Regions from separate parts of the Zea mays genome. Here all the other regions are linked to region 1. A link is a contact called in public Hi-C data. All regions are on one chromosome and are shown on one strand. The core of a region is the stretch at or near the end of the contact, and the rest is flanking DNA. Distances in the headings are between cores, read along the strand shown.

Region 1 (2,700 bases), core at 109-2,608:
ACTCACAAGCAAGCATAGTAGCCATGTAGCTACATAAACAAAGTTTGCATTTAGCTTAACATAATGGACAATAACCATCAGATCCATTACCTTAATAGTAGCCACAAGACCTAGCCTGCAGAAGACATGGTCCGTGTCAGCATAAGGTTGGCAGATGTTACAAAATTTAAGGTCCACACAGCTTAAATCAAATTAGCTATCGACATAGTTTGAGTACTGTGCAACTATTCGCCCAAATCAGAAATATGTGACAATATCTTTTTAATGTGTGTATAATAAATGCCGCAGTCTAGAATGATCATTTGCTAACAAAATCGCGTGCCTTAAGGTATAGGTACTACATGCCATCACGATGAACCTGTCAATGCTTAATTTTGCACAGCATAATGATGCGTAGGTGGGAGCAGCACAAGTACTCTAGCCGAACCTAGTGTGTGCCCAAATAAAAACCGAATCTTTGAGAGGTCCTGATGAAATCAATGATATTACATCGATTCCCATCCTATGAAAGAGCGGATTTTCAGTAGATCCAATGCAAGGGACAATCATCCAGCACCAAACCCAGCAAGAATATAGAAAAAGCCGTCGACGAAAATATATCAATCAGACGTTCCAAATCTAGACCCCCCCAACCCGCGCGCGGTGATAACCAGCCCTGAAACCCCACGTCACATTCCTCACCTAAATCCATCGTCCCAGACCCAAAATCAGGCGAACAAGCACGCGGCACAGTATATCCTAGAAATCAGCGCAAACTACTACATACTTGGATAGAACCAGATCGAAGCTGTAGCGTAAGAAAGGGAGTTCCGGAGATGCGTACCTGTCAGCCATGTTGGCGATGGTGCGGAAGGCGAGGATGAGGGATCGGTCGGGGTTGGAGCCGCGGTTCTGCCACCTGCCGAGGGAGGAGGAGAGGAAGTCGCCCTGGGCGCCGTTGGGCTTGGCGATGACGGTGGAGAGGCCGCCGTCGGTGAGGAGCGGGTTGGAGGGGCCGCCGACGCGGACGGGGTCGTTGTCGTTGGACTCGTTGGCGAAGGTACGCCACTCGGAGGTCTCGTCGACGGAGTGCGCCTCGAGGACGAGGCCGCACTCGGTGCACACCGTGTCCCCCGCCGAGTGGTCGAACGCCACCTCCGTATGCTTCTTGCAGTCGGGGCAGTAGGAGTCGCTCATCTCGCCCGACAGCCGCCTCCCCTCCTTCCTCCCACGCAACCGGTGCTGTGGGGCGAGGCCCGGTGATTTGGGCTTGGGGTGGGGGGGGGGGGGGGGGGGGGGGGGGGGGGGGGGGGGGGGGAGGCGGAGAGGGAGGGAGAGGAGGGGGAGGAAGGGTGAGAGAGAAGCGGACGAGGCAGACCGGACAGGCCAGAGGGCGAGGGGGGACGATGGGTTGGGCCTTTTATCAGTTCGGCGAGAGTTTCGTGTTTGGTCTGCTGCGGTTTCTGTTCGGCGCTTGGGTTTGGCTGGCCTGCCGTGATGCCGTGGCGTGCGGGCGAGCCGCCCATCCGGCCACGTCTACACACGTGATGACGTGACTCTCGACTGGCTTGCTAGCAGGGCCGGCGCTGACTACAGGGCTGCCAAGGCGGCCGCCCTGGGGATCCTAGGGGCCCCACCCCATGCATGCATATGTAGTAGTCTTCGATCAGTTGAAGGCTTAAAGAGATGGGCCCTGCAAGCAATCGGATCTTATTCACTCTACCTGTTACGGTGGCATCAGCTGAAAGGAGCTTCTCGAAATTGAAATTATTGAAGAATTACTTGAGGTCTACAATGTCACAAGAACGACTGAATGACTTGGCCACTTTATGTATTGAGAAGAAACTTTTAGATGAGATCAATGTCAACAAGATCATTGATGAATTTGCTTCAAGAAATATTAGAAGAAATTTTTAAGGTATTGTAAATTTTATTTAGTATATTTTTTAGATATTATATTACTTGTTATAAATAAAAAATATATGTATTATAAAAGAATATATATTTATATAATATAAGGGGGCCTCATTTCTGTGTTCGCCCCGGGCCACCAAAATCTCAGCTCCGGCCCTGCTTGCTAGTCGACACTGTTGCGTTGCGTTGCCGCGATGTCTTTTGCTGCATAGTGAGGGCTTCGCTGATGGATTCCACGACGTCAGTTCTGGGCCGCCGCCCGCCGCATCCGGAGTTGCGCGGCAAGGTTTCAGTTCCAGCCAGCGCCAGATAAGCGCAGGCTTGTCGCGACAGAGAAGGCAATTACCAAAACTTTTACGACGACAAGCCCTCGGCAAGCCTCAAAGAGAAGGCAATTACCATAGCACGGCTCCTACTCTCCTGCACACCATTTCTGTGTCCGTTCGGTCAACAAGCCAGGAAGAATGCATGAGGCAACTGCGACCCACCCTCAATTCAGCTAGACAATTCTGAAATTGGCTATTAGGAGCCCGTTGAGATCCTCTCGTTTTGGAGGAACTGAACATTTTACAACTTTCTAAAGTTTAGATATAAAAACTATCTTAAATTCATAGTGTAAGATACAGAAATAAATTCTACACATCTCCGTATTATATTCTTGCTCTGCAATTATATTTTTAACTTATAGTACTCTCTCCAGCGCACTCTATACGACTCACCCTAATATAGCAGAAGTGCATATAACATACAATTATATTCCGTACGTAGCCATATTAACTTAATTAATCAGTGTCCAAATTGTGATCA
Region 2 (2,724 bases), core at 22-2,521, 180 kb before region 1:
CAATGCAACAAAGAGAGACATGTGCAATACGCCCAAAAAATGAACAGATCTGCTTGAGATGGACATAAATGAGGTAAGAAAACAATAAAATAATAAGAGTACAGATAGGTTAGAAGCAGCTTACGATTCTCAAAATCATCTTCGTCACTTCCATTCTCAATGTCATCACAGAAAGATAAGCGTGGATCACTCTTCACTCTCCTCTTTTTCCTTTTCTGCATTTGCAATTCTTCTTCTCTGAAACACACATAACATCATTGTTTGTCTGGGGGAAAGGAATGCAAAGGTACTTATGATTTTACCAGGCTTCAATTGAAAGTTCGAACTCACTCTTGTTGCAGCTTTTGAAGTTTCTCTTTCTCTTCCTCCTCAATCTTGGTTCGAATGTTAACCCTCTACTAGGACAGAAGAACAATATATTAGATGGAAAATCCCAGTTTTCAACAAATGAGCCGGCTGATAAAGTGATAATGATGTATGTATGAATGAATTGGCCAATTACCTTCTCGACATACTGCTCCCTGGTGACGAGACCAACTGTTTCCTTCTTAAATGCAGTCTCAAGAATCTGAATGTAGCAGCAATTAACATTAGCTTAATAAAAGTCAAGGGTATACACGAGCTACAGTAACAGCTTACTTACAGAAACTCAAATAATAATTAAACGAGCGAAGAGGTCTATACATGTTTTACAAATTAAATGACATAAATCAGCCAAAACGACATCAAACACACACACACACAAACAAACATATCCATTGGTCACTTCAGTAACAAAACTGATGAGTGGAAAAGGACTCGAAAGTGAATCGTTAATGGGTAACTAAACAGACGACAAATCTCAAGCTGGTTTTGCTAAATCACAAGTAGGGCTAGCTATCCAGTTAAAATTACAGGTGATTACAACGAAAAAGAGACGAATCCTAAACGACCGTGGCGACAAGCGAGTCAGTACCTTGTCCCTTGCTCGTAGCTTGCTGGGCAATTACAACGCATCGACAGGATTAAAAGAATTCGGTAGCGAGACCCGTAGAGGAGCGGAGGAAAGCGAAGCGCGCGGCCGTGACGGCGATTACCTCGGAGGTGCTGGAGCCGAACTGGAGGAGGCCGGGCTGCCCGTCCGCGGACTTGTTCTTGAGCTCCTCGATCTTGCGGCGCTCCGCCTCGCGCTGCTTCTCCAGCCGCCGGATCTTCACCGCGTCCTGCGCCGTCCCCACGTACCCATCGCCGAAACCCGACATCCTCCTAGGTCAGAGCGGGGTTGCCAGTTGCCAACTGCGGTGAAACTTGCAGCGGCCGCCGGCCGGTCGGAGGGTGGAGAAAGAACCGGGGATTTGTCCCTGTACCTACAACTGCGGCCTGCAGCGGCGCCGGGCGACCGCCGGGGTGCTTAGGTACGTGGGCCTAACCGACTTAGAATTCTTCACCTTGATTAAGTTGGGCCACGTCTTATTGAGGCCCATAACAGCCCAACGGGTAACAGGCGAGTTCCTCGACGTCGAATTTGCACTCATTTTGGTTTCATTCCGAGCAAAGGTTACGCTTATTCATTTGGTTTCAACTGTTTGAGAGCGCGTGCTAGTATGAGGTGAACTTCATGATGTGGCCTGTGTACTACTGTAGCCTGTGGGGGAAACAAATACGTGCTTGAACAGAAGGAGGGGGGGGGGGGGGGGGGGGGGGGGGGGTCAAAACCCGCATCACCTGCCCACCAGACAGCCAGGTAAAACGATTCAAGGATTTAAACTACTACTGTCGAGAATGACAGAAACAGGAGAAATTTAACCGCCATACAATACGCGATGTATGTTAACAGGCCAGACCTACATTGGATATAGGGAAGTATTTGTCCTGCTCGAATTCGTATTTTGGACAAATATAAAAACAGTATTAAAAAACAGAAAAAAAATGAAAACGGTTTAGGCTATATCCCGGCCGTTTTCTCGTAGTAATATGAGATTATATCGTATTCAAATACGGTATTTATGTCGTTAGTGGGCCTATTGTCATGCCCACATGGTGTATCCATATTTCTATTTGCAAATTATATCTTGTATTTCTATATACAAAATTATAGAATGACAAAGACATAGAGAAGAATGACCAGGAACATGATGATGAAGAGAAATAATACATTGACGATGATCCTAATATCATGGATAATTATACTGAGCTTTGAACTATAGTTGTAGAGTATTACTTTTAGTTTGAATTATTATGTCATGTGTGGTTGACTTTTGTGAACTACAAGTGTGCTTGTGCAATTGTGGGCGTGTATTTAATTATTTACATATTGATATTGGCTTGTTTCATGTTTTATAAACCTATTATTAATATGTCGTTATGTACTTATCTTACCCATATTAATATATTGTACGTTACCATATATTTGTTGTTCATTGATGAGACTATGTATGATATAGACGATGTTTTCATTTTATCTTCCTGATTTTCAACGGTTACCACTGCATTTCTGTTCGGGTTAGTTCGTTTTCGTTATCACGCACATTCCGTGTTCGATTCCGTTTCCGACAATACCTTACTTGTTTCAATTAAAATGTAAAAATGAAAACAAGAAAGGGTTTATCCCGATAGATTCCGTTCGTGTTTACGACGCTAGTTGGATATAATAGGCTCTAGATTATAGGCTATTTTATTTAAGTCAAATTTCTTTGGTTTCGACTATATTTATTTGAGCTTATGCATATCGATGTATTATTTCTC
Region 3 (2,757 bases), core at 177-2,676, 200 kb after region 1:
TATTCCAACTTAGATTTAACCGGTAGTTTTCCTTTCGTTGTATTTGAAATAGCTGTATGCTCAACAATGTGTTGAAAATTCCCTTGAATTAACGTGAAACTATCGCTGCAACTTTCGTACATTGAACGTGTGCATCATTTGATTAACAGTTCAGTTGGATTTAGTGAAGTTTCTCGCAGATGGTTTTTTGACGAGGAAACAAGTGCGATGCATGGAGTGATACTCTGCACCCTTTCTTCATTTTTTTCACTATTTTTGTGAGTTTCAACGAGAGACATGAGGTAATCACAATAGTCGTCCAAACAAAAGTATAACAAACGATATGAAGGACTATATGTGCTAACACAAAAAATCGTACGTTTCTATATATGCCCCTTATAAAAATCACCGAACAATGTCTACTGTCTATGCCGCCGTGGAAAAGAAACAGGTAACTGATCTTTATATCTTGCGCCTTCGTCAATGGTGAGAGGAACTATACAACCATGTCGTTGATAGTGCTAAGCACAGAGAACGCAAAAAGGCAAAACTAACACCAACAACGAGTTGTTCCAAGCGCAGGCGCAAGATAATTGGGTTGTTTGGTTCAGTTTTTTGACTAGTTTTTCTAAGAATCTAACTGCAGAGAGAATCTAACTGCGAGGAGAATCTGATTATCGTAGAGATTACTTGCGAAATAAGATGAAGTAGTCCAAAGTATTTACGATATAGAAAGCGACAGATTTCGACTCGACCGATTTTGTGTTTATGTTAATTTTAGACGGTTTTTACAGAAATATGACTAAAAAAGTGCATGTTTAATAGTACACAACAACTTTTAGTGACCGGTAGCCGAAAAAAACGCAAATAAACGGATCCATTAGCCCGTCCGAGACGAAACGCAGTCCACCAGTGTAGCTGGTTCGCTGCTCTGCACCACAAGTCCACAAGACCACAACCGCTCGAAGCGAGAGGGGGGACAGGGGGGCACCCCACCTCTACGGCTCGACCACACGATCCCCCTGCCCGAGCTCCTCGACCCACCACGTGTCGCTGTCCCGGCCGTAGATCTGGTCCTTTATCTCCGGGCCTACCACGTATCCTAGCTCTAGAAAATATCGGACTCGAGGCCTCGCCTCGGGGAAATATCCCGACCACTGACCAGGCTCCCGCCACGTCATCATGGGACCAGGCAGACCACGTGCACGTGGGCCAATCCGCTCGATCGACTGACGTGGCGGGCGCGGCCACCGGTCGAATGGCCGCAGATATTTCATGGCCCCGCGGGAGCTCGAGCCCACCTGCCCACCTGCCACCGGCTCCAACGCCCACTGGTCTGCCGGGCCAGCGGGTGCGTGGCCCACTTGTCTGTGGCAGAGGTCGGGTGCACGTATATAGGCCGCGGCGTTTCGGCTTTGTCGTTCTTCTCACAAACTGCCTTTTCTTCCGGCTTCCAACTTCCAAGTGGCGACTGCTGCCGACTGCCGGGTGCGAGAAGAGGGAGAGATCAGAGTATCAGACAAGCTGTTGTCCGAATCCACTCCGGCGAGGACGAGTGCTGAGGTCGAAATGGGGAGAGGAGCGGATGAGGTGGTGAAGGTCGTGGATTCGGAGGACGGCGAGGGGGAGGAGGAAGAGGCAGAGGCCGCGGCGGCGGAGGGGTCGAGCAAGGAGACGCCGATGCTGCCAAGGATGCCGGTGCGCGTGCTACTCGCCGAGGGCGACGACTCCACGCGCCACGTCATCTCCGCGCTGCTACGCAAGTGCGGCTACCGAGGTGCGCACTGCCTCGGCCCGCGAATCGATTCGAATCGTTTCATTGCCCCTGCAAATTGGTATCCATTTTAGGCCTGTGCAATTGGTAGTTAGTATACAATCCCCCTGGTCCGGCTGTGGTCTGCTCTCGACTTGCTTCTTATTTTTGATCCGCCGGCGCCTCGGCCCCAGCCCGCTCCGCCGTATGGCGCTGGTGGAAGCGGAGGCGGAGTCGAAAGCCGAGGAGGAATCGGAAGCGCTGCCAGATCCATTGGAGGGGAAAAGAAAGGCGATGTGTTCTACTCCTCTGCCGTGGCGTGCTTATACCATGGCGCCCTGAGCGGTCTGGCAGGGCGACGCTGAGGGTGGCGGAGGCAGTCGCTGAGGCGGCGGAAGAAGTCGACCACAGGCTGGATGCGCGACAGGAACACGAAGACCGGGCCCAGCACACCTCCGGTCACCGTCACAATCGCCATTGGCTCCATGGCCTTGTCCCTGCAGAGATGGAAGCCAACCTTCGCCTCAGGGCTCAGGCAGTCGCTCAAGTCTCTGGCACTCTTGGCAGACCGAAACCGGCACTGGAGAGTGGAGAGTGAGAGGAGGCGCAGATTTATTCACGAGGACGATGACCTGATGTTAGAGACGTTCCACGGTAACTGCTGGTCGGGTCGGTGTCGGCCTCCACGCCGGTCGAAAGTCGAAACGCCTACGGCCTAGCAATTTTTTGGGAGTGAGCAGTTAAGGGTGCATGGCTAAAGGAACGTTTTGTGATGCTCTTCCAGTCTTCCTTGAGTTAAAGCATCATTTTCGGTTACGCAAAGGTGCATCAATTTTATGAAGGAATGGACACTGACTGAACATTCCAACCAGATTTTCACTGCATTGGAGTAAAATACGAAGTAATTAGTACATACATACTATGATTAGAATATAGAGCTTTTGTGATCTGTAACCACATTTTAATATCACGCGCTGGGCGCGCGCCATGCACTAGTTGGTAGCTATTTTAGGCTGCATAGGGTT

Evidence for each region. A called contact is a pair of places that touch in the nucleus more often than the background predicts.
Region 2: a contact with region 1 is called in a Hi-C map of ear, with 2.3 times the contacts expected there. The contact joins the promoter of LOC100279523 here to the promoter of LOC100283348 in region 1. A contact is called at or near these places in 2 of 25 Hi-C or Micro-C datasets (ear and tassel).
Region 3: a Hi-C map of leaf shows a contact between it and region 1, with 6 times the contacts expected there. The contact joins the promoter of LOC100285170 here to the promoter of LOC100283348 in region 1. A contact is called at or near these places in 2 of 25 Hi-C or Micro-C datasets (ear and leaf).

What each region holds. Positions count from the first base shown.
Region 1 is chr2:202,345,646-202,348,345 of Zm-B73-REFERENCE-NAM-5.0, reverse strand. LOC100283348 (transcription initiation factor IIB) reads right to left here and starts at 1,358. Exons shown (of 7, transcript NM_001156249.3): 1 at 824-1,358; 2 at 91-115. The coding sequence starts at 1,176.
Region 2 is chr2:202,527,975-202,530,698 of Zm-B73-REFERENCE-NAM-5.0, reverse strand. It overlaps LOC100279523, which reads right to left and starts at 1,271. Exons shown (of 12, transcript NM_001152521.1): 1 at 1,077-1,271; 2 at 503-568; 3 at 331-395; 4 at 125-237. The coding sequence starts at 1,241. LOC103647621 reads right to left here. Exons shown (of 2, transcript XM_020549373.1): 2 at 2,708-2,724.
Region 3 is chr2:202,140,919-202,143,675 of Zm-B73-REFERENCE-NAM-5.0, reverse strand. It overlaps LOC100285170 (two-component response regulator-like PRR95), which reads left to right and starts at 1,426. Exons shown (of 8, transcript NM_001357737.1): 1 at 1,426-1,756. The coding sequence starts at 1,549.